Regions from separate parts of the Rattus norvegicus genome. Here region 2 is linked to region 1. The links are chromatin contacts, called in public Hi-C maps. All regions are on one chromosome and are shown on one strand. The core of a region is the stretch at or near the end of the contact, and the rest is flanking DNA. Distances in the headings are between cores, read along the strand shown. Region 1 holds the start of Pex16 (peroxisomal biogenesis factor 16). Region 2 overlaps Cry2 (cryptochrome circadian regulator 2).

Region 1 (4,825 bases), core at 1,655-4,154:
AATCAGCCTCCAGATCTAGAGGAAAAAATTCAGGCAGGTCTGTTGCTGCCAGCCTGGCTGGCCCAGTCCCCTCTCCTGGAGAGAAGGGCCCTTCACTGTTGGGATATGGAGAGGAGGTGATGTACCATTCTGTCCTCCGGGGCCTATCTTTCCTCCCCAGAACAAAAGACCATCTGATGAAATCTTGCACCTAAGAACTTGCCGACATGTACACACAAGTACAAACACACACACCTTCACTTCAGCTGGGCAGAGAGCTGGAGGAGTGGCCCCAAAGGTAGTAAACTCAATGACTTCCTGAGGCAAGTTCCTAAGCCAAGCTTGCCTCGTCATGCCTTCTGAGCTAGAAGACATTGCCATGAGCCTTTTTGGTCAGAGTCTTGCTGTGCTACCTAGGCTAAGCAGTTGAGCCTCCCTGGGCTTCATCTGTGGGAGAGTTCCCACCAATCAGACAAGGTTGATGTATGACTTACTTTTCTTAACGATGTGACAAAAGAAACACCTGGCAGAGTAAGCTTAAGTGGGTATTTATTTTGGTTCACAGTTTAAGGATTTAATGAATGCATCATAGCAGGGAGGCCGTGATTTCAAAAGCCACAGACAGCTGGCCACATTGTATACACAGTCAGGGAACAGAGAAAGACAATGCAGGTGCACAGCTTGCTTTCTCCTTCATTCAGCTCCGGACTCTTAGGGTACAAATATCCAGACTGAGGCCTCTGGATTCAGTGTTTCTGGAAACACATCCATGGACACACTCAGAGATGTTTCTATAGTGATTCTAAACCTACCAAGCCGACAATGAAGATGGAACCATCACAATTACCAGTAGGGCCAGGAGCATGTGAGGCCTCAGGACAGGGTGAAGGAAGACTTCACAGTGCCCATACCACAGACTCTTCTGAGGCTTACCACACCTTTCCGTGAAACTTTGCTGACACTGGCATGAGTGTGGTTGGCAACAGCGGGAGCTTGGCTCCACACTGATTAAAGAAAGGGAAAGAGGAGCTGGAGAGATGGCTCAGTGGTTAAGAGCACTGGCTGGTTTTCCAGAGGTCCCGTGTTCAATTCCCAGCAACCACATGGTGGCTCACAACTATCTGTAATGGGATCTGATGCCCTCTTCTGGTGTGTCTGAAGACAGCTACAGTGTCCTCACATACATAAAGAAAAGGAAAAAGAAAAAGAAAGGGAAAGAAGTGGAGGTATGTTGTGACTTCCTGGTGAGTGTGCTGCTTAAAATGGCCCTGCTCTGGCTAAGACCACAGCAGCATTTCAGTCATGACACAGCAGGCACTTTAAAAATTAACTTAGATTTGATTTTTAAAAACAAAGTCTTACTCTAGCCCAGGCTAACCTGGAACTCACTACATGGGAGAGGCTGCCTTTGAACTTGCAACCATCCTCTTGACTGACTCCAGAGTGCTGGAATTACTTACAGGGATGTGGCGCTAAGTCCAGCTTTTTATTTTAAATTTTATTTCATTGTGTGAATATGAGTTTGGCCTGCATGTCTTTATGTATAATCACATTTGTGCCTGCAGAGATCATAAGAAGGCACTGAATGCCCTAAAACTGGAATTATGGAGGGTTGCAGGCCACCAATATGGGTCCTCTGCAAAAACGAGTGCTCTTTTATTCCAAGTCATCTCTCTAGCATCATGCCCAGCTTTTAAAGATTACTGAATGAGCATTTCTTAACCCCTGGCCCATCTCTCCAGCTCCCTTATGAGAATTTTTATTAGTGTATGCTAATTGTACAAAACAATGTGCTTCGCCTCTTGTGCTGGCACATGCCTTATAATCCCGGCACTTGGGAGGCAGACTTAGGGCAGATCTCTATGTATTGTACCAGCCAGGGATACACCGTGAGATCCTGTCTTAAAACAAGCAAACCAAAATAATGGGTTTCATATGACATTCTCGTACATGCATGTAATATACTGGAGGGGCGTAATTGGACATATTCTGCCCTTGTCTGAAGATAATATCTACAGGGTATTAAATAAATGTATTACAATTCTTTGTATACCATATATTCGCGGGGGGAGTCCGCAATGGCGCAGACTTGCCAAGCCCCCTCTTCCCACAGCCAATCAACTGCCTCCCAGGAGCGATTCCCTCCCTCCTCTTCTGCAGCACCTGGACTCTAGGCAGCCTTGTAGCTCTGTTCAGGAATGGATCCTTAGGAGTTACCACCAACCCTTGGGGCACAGCTGAGAGCCTGGAAGTGCATCCAAGGGCCAGAAAATGCTGGGATTCGTTCCGAGTTCAAGGTCCAAGTCGGGCCCAAATAATTTGTAGATGAAACCCGAGGTGCAGATCAGGAAAGCTAATGCGCAGGGTCACCCCTAAATGGAGAGCAAAGGGATAGGCAGGGTATTCTCCGCGTAGGTTGTCATCGGGTACGGGTTTTGGGGGTCCACATGTTCTGAAGAAGCTGGAGCCGAAACCATTGTCCTAAATCTGCTGGCTAGGTTTGCCTGTTTCCCGGGCACCGGTTTTTGGAGACTGACGGCTGCTGAGACCCATTTACAACAGTTTCGAGGTTCCCTGTGCCTTAAACCCCAAGCTCTTTGCTTCCCGAACCTCCCGTTCGAGCTCTCGGCGATCTGCTGACAAAGTCTGAGGCTTCGTACGCCCTTCTCTAGTATGAACTGTTTAGGCTGCCGTCAAGCTGTAACTGCGCAGGCGCCAAGACAGCCAACCAAGAAGGCTGAAGATTGGGTGCCGGAGGCTCTAGGGAGCTTCAGGGCGGAGAGTGAAGGAGCCAATGGCTGGAAGGAGGGAGGGTGGGAGCTCACAGTCGCGGGGAGGAGGCGCTAGAGATGGGGTGAAGGGGCGTTCAAGGGTTCCGCGCGTCTAAGTAGTCCTGGGCTGCGGAAGTTGAGCAACTTGGAGGCGGGCCTAGGGCCGGAAGCAGGAAGGAGGGCTCAGGACGCAGGGCGCCGCTGCCAGCAGTGCTGTCGGCCGGTGGGACTTGTCGGTGGCCAGAGCAGGATGGAGAAGCTGCGGCTTCTGGGCCTACGCTACCAGGAGTACGTGACTCGTCATCCAGCCGCCACGGCCCAGCTGGAGACGGCTGTGCGGGGCCTCAGTTACCTGCTGGCAGGTACCACACTGACCTTTGACCCATTTCTTCGGGTCCCTGACCATGAACCCTATGGCCCTTTTCCTGCTGACCCATGGTAGTGGTCACAGTGCTTGACTTCTGTCCAGGTTCCTGTGGCGTATAGGACACTAGGAAACCCAAAGCTGCAGGGTAAAAGAAACGCCTCACCAACGCCTTCTATACCTTCTTCCCTAGGTCGCTTCTCCGATTCCCACGAGCTGTCTGAGTTGGGTGAGTTGAACTCTGGGCTGGGGAGAGAGAAGGCTTCCAGAGGAACCCTGGCTGTAGGTCCTGAGCTTCCCTCTAGATCAGCTGTCCACTGTCCAGTACACTTGGTGTTTCCAGAGTTAGGAGACATGTGAGGACTTTGACTGGCTATTCGCAACTAGTTTTGCTCAGGATTAAGCAACTTTCCTGACCTTGCTAGTCATCAGTCCTCTAAGTATAAGAGAGGTTCTGTTGTTCTGTTAAGGGAATGAAAGTTCAGTGAGGCTGGAGAAAAGTCCTTGCTGTCAGGGCCAATATTCAAATGTCACAACCTCCATGCCATTTAAGTCCTCAGCAGTGTTTGTTTAGTGGGATAGTGAAGCTTGTGAAAGGATGAGGCAGGTTTTGAAAGGGAGGTGTGATGTAGCCCTTCAGGGGGACCATCTGCAGAGAGCAAAGGTGGGGGTGGTGGGGCCACGCACTTGGCTGTTTGGAACATGACAGGCAGTTCTGAGCAGCTCAGTAACCGGTGCTGTCCAGCAGAGCAAGGGCTGGCTTGTCACTCTAATCAGCTCATTTCTTATTGGCTCAGATGTCATCTTGGAGAGAATGGGGCTCTGAGGAGGTGGGAGGAGAGGCTTGTTGGTTTCCACACAGTCTGTGGGTAGCTGTGATTGGTAGAGTTCTGGGGTAAAGGTGAGAGGGGTGAAGGCCACAACAGAGCCAGCCTCTTAAGACCACGTTCTGCTTCTCAGTGTACTCTGCCTCTAACCTGCTTGTGCTGCTCAATGACGGGATCCTTCGGAAGGAGCTTCGAAAAAAGTTGCCTGTGGTGAGAATTTTACCAGGAGCTGAGGGTGGGGAGCTCAGGGACTTGGGAAGAAAACAGTAATGACCAGCATGTGTGGCCATGTTGTAGTCTCAGCGTGTGAGGCACGTCCACGTGAGCCTCAGACCAATTGTCTCACGCATGAAGTTTTAGAGAGCTAGAAAGGCCTGTCCCAGGCCAGCCAGCCTGGTAGCAGTGGAATTGAACTCAGGTGTTAGAACTCAGTGGAATTGAATTCAGGTTTAGAAAGGGGGACGTCCCCACCTGCTGGAGCAGCCCTCTTTCTCTAGGACAGCACTTGGGGCCAGAGAAGCTCCCTGACCTCTGGGCTTCTTGCAGTCGCTGTCCCAGCAGAAGTTGCTGACATGGCTGAGTGTACTGGAATGTGTGGAGGTGTTCATGGAGATGGGGGCTGCCAAGGTGTGGGGCGAAGTAGGCCGTTGGCTCGTCATTGCTCTCATCCAGCTGGCCAAGTAGGTTGGGTTGTGGAGGGCAGGATTCTGGTGGGGTGACCCAGTCCAGCAATGAGGGTGCTCAGCAGAGCAGCCTTGCTGCCGGCCTTCTAGCCACTTTCCCCTAACTGCGCCATAATCCCCCAATTAGGGCAGTCCTGCGCATGTTCTTGCTGATCTGGTTCAAGACTGGCATTCAGACATCACCCCCCATTGTGCCACTGG
Region 2 (5,119 bases), core at 1,447-3,946, 35 kb after region 1:
CACACCAGATAGGTTGTCAGCAATACACCTGTCATGTACAAGTTGAGCGAGTGTCAGGGGAACAATGGGGATTCTGGAAGTCATGGTGTAGGCAAGGATACCTCTGCACTAACAGATCATGGACCAGTGAGGGAAGGGGCTCCTTAGCCATGGCCCTCTGTGCGTGGAGGGCTTCTCTTGAAAGATTGCAGTGCAGTGCTAGCTAGGCAGGGAGGTGAAGCACAAGTGCTGCCCGGTGGTCAGATCACTGGACCAATGAGAGGAGCCAGGGCATAACCGGATGTTGATGGAATCCTGTGTCAGCAGCCTTGGGGGTTACAGCAGCAGCTGACAGGATTGCTATTTGGAAGCTCAGTGTTTTCTCTTTTCAGTTTAGTGAACATTGTGGAAACTAAATGTAGAACATTCGGTTGGCATGGGTTTAAGGTGAGCATGGAAGCTAGAGATGTTTTTCTGGAGTACTGATTTAAAGTGTAATGACTGCTCATTAACAGCAGGATCTCAGTGCTGCAGAGCAGAGCTAAGAGACTGAACTCGGGGAAGGATCACTCAGACCCTTGGCCTCAAGTCCAAGTCACATGACTAGAGATAGGCAGAAGGGGACACATCTTCCCATCCACACAACTGACTGGGCCCACAGCCTCCTTCCTCTCTGTGACCCACCAGTCATGTGATCAAAGTCACTTGGAAGCACATGCAAGGCCTCTCTGAGTCTCCCTCTGCCTGTGTGCTTCTCTCAGTTAGACTTTTCAGATAAAACTTCTGACTTTCTCCTTGACATCCTAGTCTGTGTGCCCCAACAGTAGGGCAGGTGACAAGAGCTACAAAGCATTTCACAGACATGAGGGTTAATATTAGTTGTCATCTTGATTGGATTTGGGAGCAAGGGACTTGTCTCCAAGTGGGTCTGTGTGGACATGCTCTAGAAGGTCTAACTGAAGGGTAGGAGTCTCCCCAGGGCGGTGCCTTACAGCAGTAGCCCAGATATGGAGATCCGAGGGAAAAGCAGGGCTGCTTCTGTCTGACTGAGCTCCTTGCTGCTAAGGGCATCTACTCTGCTGCTGCTGCTGCCATTCTTCACTGACATCAGAACCCAGCTTCTTTGACCAGTACATATGCATATGGAAGACCAGCAGCTCTGCAGGAATTCCTGTCCTTCAGCACCAGCCTGGCAGGAAGTTAACCAAGCAAATTCATTAGCTATCACACTCTGTGCTTAGCACCACAGAGAACATGGCATCTATGGTGGTGGCTCTTCCAGGGACAAGGCAGCACAACCTTGTCCTCCTGCTGGCAATGTCTAGAGGACAAAGCACTAAGTGCCTGCCACCTGGATAAGCACATAAACCAAGACACTGCAGAAGCCCCGCTGAGGGAGGCCCTGAGTGATCAGGACCAGAGAAGACCCAAGCAGTTCCATGGTGGAAAGCACCTCCAATCTACTGATGCAGGTGTCGGGAACAGCCTGACTGGGAGGATGGCGACCTACACTTCTCCAGTGCTGGCCTAGAAACCTTCCTGCCTCGGGAAGGAGGAACAGGGCGGAGGCTGACACTGACACGCCCTCCCTCTCTGTTTGCCTCTTTCCTCTGTGAATGACTGCGGATGCAGAAAGATGAGCTCCAGTGAGAAGAGAAGAGACCCTGCAAGCAGAGGCAGAGACAACTGGGCCCTCTGATCCCCCAAGGCTGGGCTGAGCCCTTTCCTGCCATCTGAACCTCAGTGTCGCCCTCCTGTGGCCTGCCTACAGAACACAGCCTCCCACCACTGCTTCATAGCCTCACATCAGGACCTCATGTTTTGCTCATGTTAAGAGCCAGAAAGGTCAAGGAAACAAAAAGAACAAAACTACCCCCTCTCCCACTTCACCCTTGCCATAAATCAAAGGGTTTCAACTTCTAAATTTATTTCTTCCAAAATAAACCCTTCGTCCTTAAAAACATTTTTTTTCTCCTTTTAAGTTTTAGAGGGTAAACTAGACATGGTGGCTCACATCTGAAATTCCAGCACTCAGGAGTATGAGGCAGGAGGATTGCTACAGGTCCAAAATTATCCTCAACTACCCAGTGAAGCTCTGTCTCAAACAAATAAACGAACCACCCCCTCCCCTCCAATAAAGGTTTAGAGGAGTGGTTCTCAACCTGTGGGCTGTGACCCCTTTGGGCACTGCATATTAGATACCTTGACTCTCAGATGCTTACATGATGAGTCACAACAGGGGCAAACTTACATGTCTGAAGTAGCAATGAGATTAACTCTATGGTTCGGGTCACCACGATGTGAGGAACTGCATTTGAGGGCTGCAGCATTACGAGGTTGAGAACTACTGGTTTAGAAGGTATGAAAGCCAGAATGGTGGGATTTTGAGCTAAAATAGGACCCCCATAAGATTTTGATCTGTTTTGCTGTTTGAACCTCCATCTGGCAAGCGACAGCTTTTTAAACCACAGCCTGCCCCCCTCTGCGCGGACTCACTCTCAGGAGTCCTTGCTTGGTGGCTCCTGGGCAGGCATCTGAGTCACTGTCACTCTAGCCCGCTTGCTCAGTTCTTCACCTGGAGGTTCCTCAGCTGCTTCCAGCTTGCGTTTGGGGGAGGCTGGGCCACTGGACAGTGGTCTGGGGCCTGTGGAGAGTGACCCACACAGAAACAAGTCATGGTTACATACCGCAATGGTCTCGTGCTGTGCAGTGACTGCTCTTGGGGAAGGGAGCCCTGCCCTGACCTCCTTTTCAGCGGTGACCTCACTTGGCTGCAGGAGGAGGCCTGGCCCAGCCTGCTGGCAGTGGGCCAACTTCTGCTGCGCAGATCCCTGGCTCCGGGCCAGAGACTGATGTGGCACAGAGCAGTCCTTGCTCGGAGGGTAAGGCTTTCCTTTGCAGTCCTGGGAAAATCCCAGGGTTTTGGCAACTTTTATGTTGTGGAGCATCCCAAACTGACCAGCACCCTTGCTCTTTCCTGCCGCTTCTCCTGCCCACACCCTGAGCCACCTTCCTCCTCATCTCCCCATTGTTTACTGTTTCTGTGGCAGGCAGTGGGGTTTTGCCTTGCCCTGCTGACTACCTTCAGTGCAGGAAGGCAGGGCAGCCTGTGCCAAAGCTGCCCTGCTCCCCTCATCCCTGATTCTGATCCTTCTGCTCCTAGAGTGGGCTCTGTTCAAGCCTGCTTTTGGGGCCTTCTTGCTACTTCCTTTCGTGGTTCTTATCAAGATGATGCTAAACAGTGCTTAAAGAGGTGCCCTCAGGCTGATCCTAAAGGAGCCCTGTCCCCAGTCCCACATCAAGCACTCAGCGCTACTTCCCTCTAAAATCCTTAGGTGAATGTCCTTACTTGATTGTCTGACTGTGCCTAGGTGGGATATCAACCTCCCCAGCCAAGTGTTCTCTTGGCCTCAGCCCTGAATGACTAATGTGGTGGTGGCACAGGCCACAGACTGGTCACCTGTGTTGCTGATGCTCCCAGCCTGGCTAGAACCAGGCTCTGCCACAGGGTGACTGAGGTCTTCTACACAGGAAGGGACAGATGCCAACAGACCTGGGGGATTAAGTAAAGGGTAGTCAGAACACACACAAGATTAAGAGGGCTGCAAGTCATGGGAGACAAATGAGCCAGGAGCGCAGGACCAGGACACAGTCTCCATCTTTTCCAACATCCCACAGCTGCTTCAGCAGCCCACCCTGGCCCAGCCTGCAGTGTCTACCACGGCCTGGGGGCAGCAAACACCTGCACAAGCTTTCAGGTCAAGCCCTCCCTGGTGAGTGACATGCCAGTGGGGGAGGGGTCCTTACAGAGCCCCCGGTATCGTGACAGCTGTTGGTAGATCTGCTTCATCCGCTCAATGTTGAGCCGACTAGTCTCTGCGTGGTTGACGATGGGCCGTGGGTAGTCCACGCCAATGATGCACTTAGCGGCCTTCTGAACCGACTCGGGAGCATTCCAGGGCTCATAGATATATCGAGAGGGGAAGCCTTTCAGTTTGGGCAGGTATCGCCTGAAACACACATCAGGTAATGTGTCAGCACACTGTGACTCTTCTTTAAAGGGTCTAGGGTACCCCAGTCCAGGAGGAGGCCACAGTGGTCCAGAGTCAAAGAGTCTGGTGTGCATCCTTACCGGATGTAGTCCCCACTGGGGTCCGTGCGTCGGCCAAAGCCCACAGGGCAGTAGCAGTGGAAGAACTGTTGGAAGAAAGCACTGCAGGACAGCCACATCCAGCTGCCTGCATTCACGCTGAAATCTGCATCCAGGAGCAACTCATCAAATACCTAGATGGGGGAAAACCAGCCTCCTTGGAAACCCGACGCCTCTGGTTCTTTCCAAATCTGTAATACCCTCAGGGCGCCAAAGCCTTCTGTTGAGGGCCCAGAGGATGCAGAGGGATCTCCTGGACCCAGGAATCCCACCCCAGCCCCAGCCTACAAGGAGCTGCCCTTGGCTAGGCCTGGTCACAGGGTTCAGGCCAGTTTGCACTCACCCGGACCCCGCTCTCCCAGCTGACCCAGAGGTCCCCTCGGGTGAGGAAGCAGGCCACAGCGTGCCGGGCCAGGTGGTGGATCCAGCCCTCCTGCCTCAGTTGGGTCATGATGGCGTCAATCCAAGGGAAGCCTGTCTTGCCCTCGGCCCACTTGGCCAGGGCTTCGGGGTTGCGGTCCCAGGGGATCTGGATGCAGATGGGGTTCCCCTCCATTCGGTCAAACCTGGGGTTGTTGGTGGCCGCTGTATAGAAGAATTCTCGCCATAGGAGTTGTCCAAATAAGGAGAGGGGGGGTGTGCTGTTCCTCTTCACCTAAGAGGAGGGCACAGTACACAGAGATGAGAGCCTGCCTGGCTCTTAGCACTGTGTCTCCTGCACAGAACAACCTGGAGTGTCTCCCAAGAGCCGTGGCTCCAAATCCCTGAGGTGCATAGAGGGTCGATACTTCAAAGATTCACAGTGTGCAACATGCAGCCCTGCCCTGGGCAACAGGAATGGCTTAAGCGGTGGGTTGGGGGAATAAGTGGTGCCATGGAACTGTCACGGGAACCAAATTCTTCAAGACTACTCTGAATCCTGTGGCTCTACCTTCTAGAAACCTGATGGGATGTTACACATCGTCAGCAACTAAAAACATGAAATCTGAA

The links. Hi-C and Micro-C count contacts between places; a contact is called where the count stands out from the background.
Region 2: a Hi-C map of liver shows a contact between it and region 1, with 2.0 times the contacts expected there. The contact joins the enhancer-like site here to the promoter of Pex16 in region 1. A contact is called at or near these places in 2 of 12 Hi-C or Micro-C datasets (both in liver).

What each region holds. Positions count from the first base shown.
Region 1 is chr3:98,799,841-98,804,665 of GRCr8, forward strand. Pex16 (peroxisomal biogenesis factor 16) reads left to right here and starts at 2,905. Exons shown (of 11, transcript NM_001012088.2): 1 at 2,905-3,112; 2 at 3,308-3,343; 3 at 4,075-4,151; 4 at 4,488-4,621; 5 at 4,752-4,825. The coding sequence starts at 3,001. It also overlaps a transcript of Large2 not described here.
Region 2 is chr3:98,834,990-98,840,108 of GRCr8, forward strand. Cry2 (cryptochrome circadian regulator 2) reads right to left here. Exons shown (of 12, transcript NM_133405.2): 7 at 4,473-4,784; 8 at 4,112-4,263; 9 at 3,787-3,989; 10 at 3,440-3,532; 11 at 2,476-2,623. The coding sequence ends at 2,478. Among named protein-coding and RNA genes, the nearest start is that of Mapk8ip1, 18 kb to the left of the region's middle. Within about 2 kb of position 2,697, at least 60 of the 93 cell types and tissues checked have an H3K27ac peak or open chromatin away from gene starts, as enhancers often do. A contact at or near this core is called in liver, where this site is marked.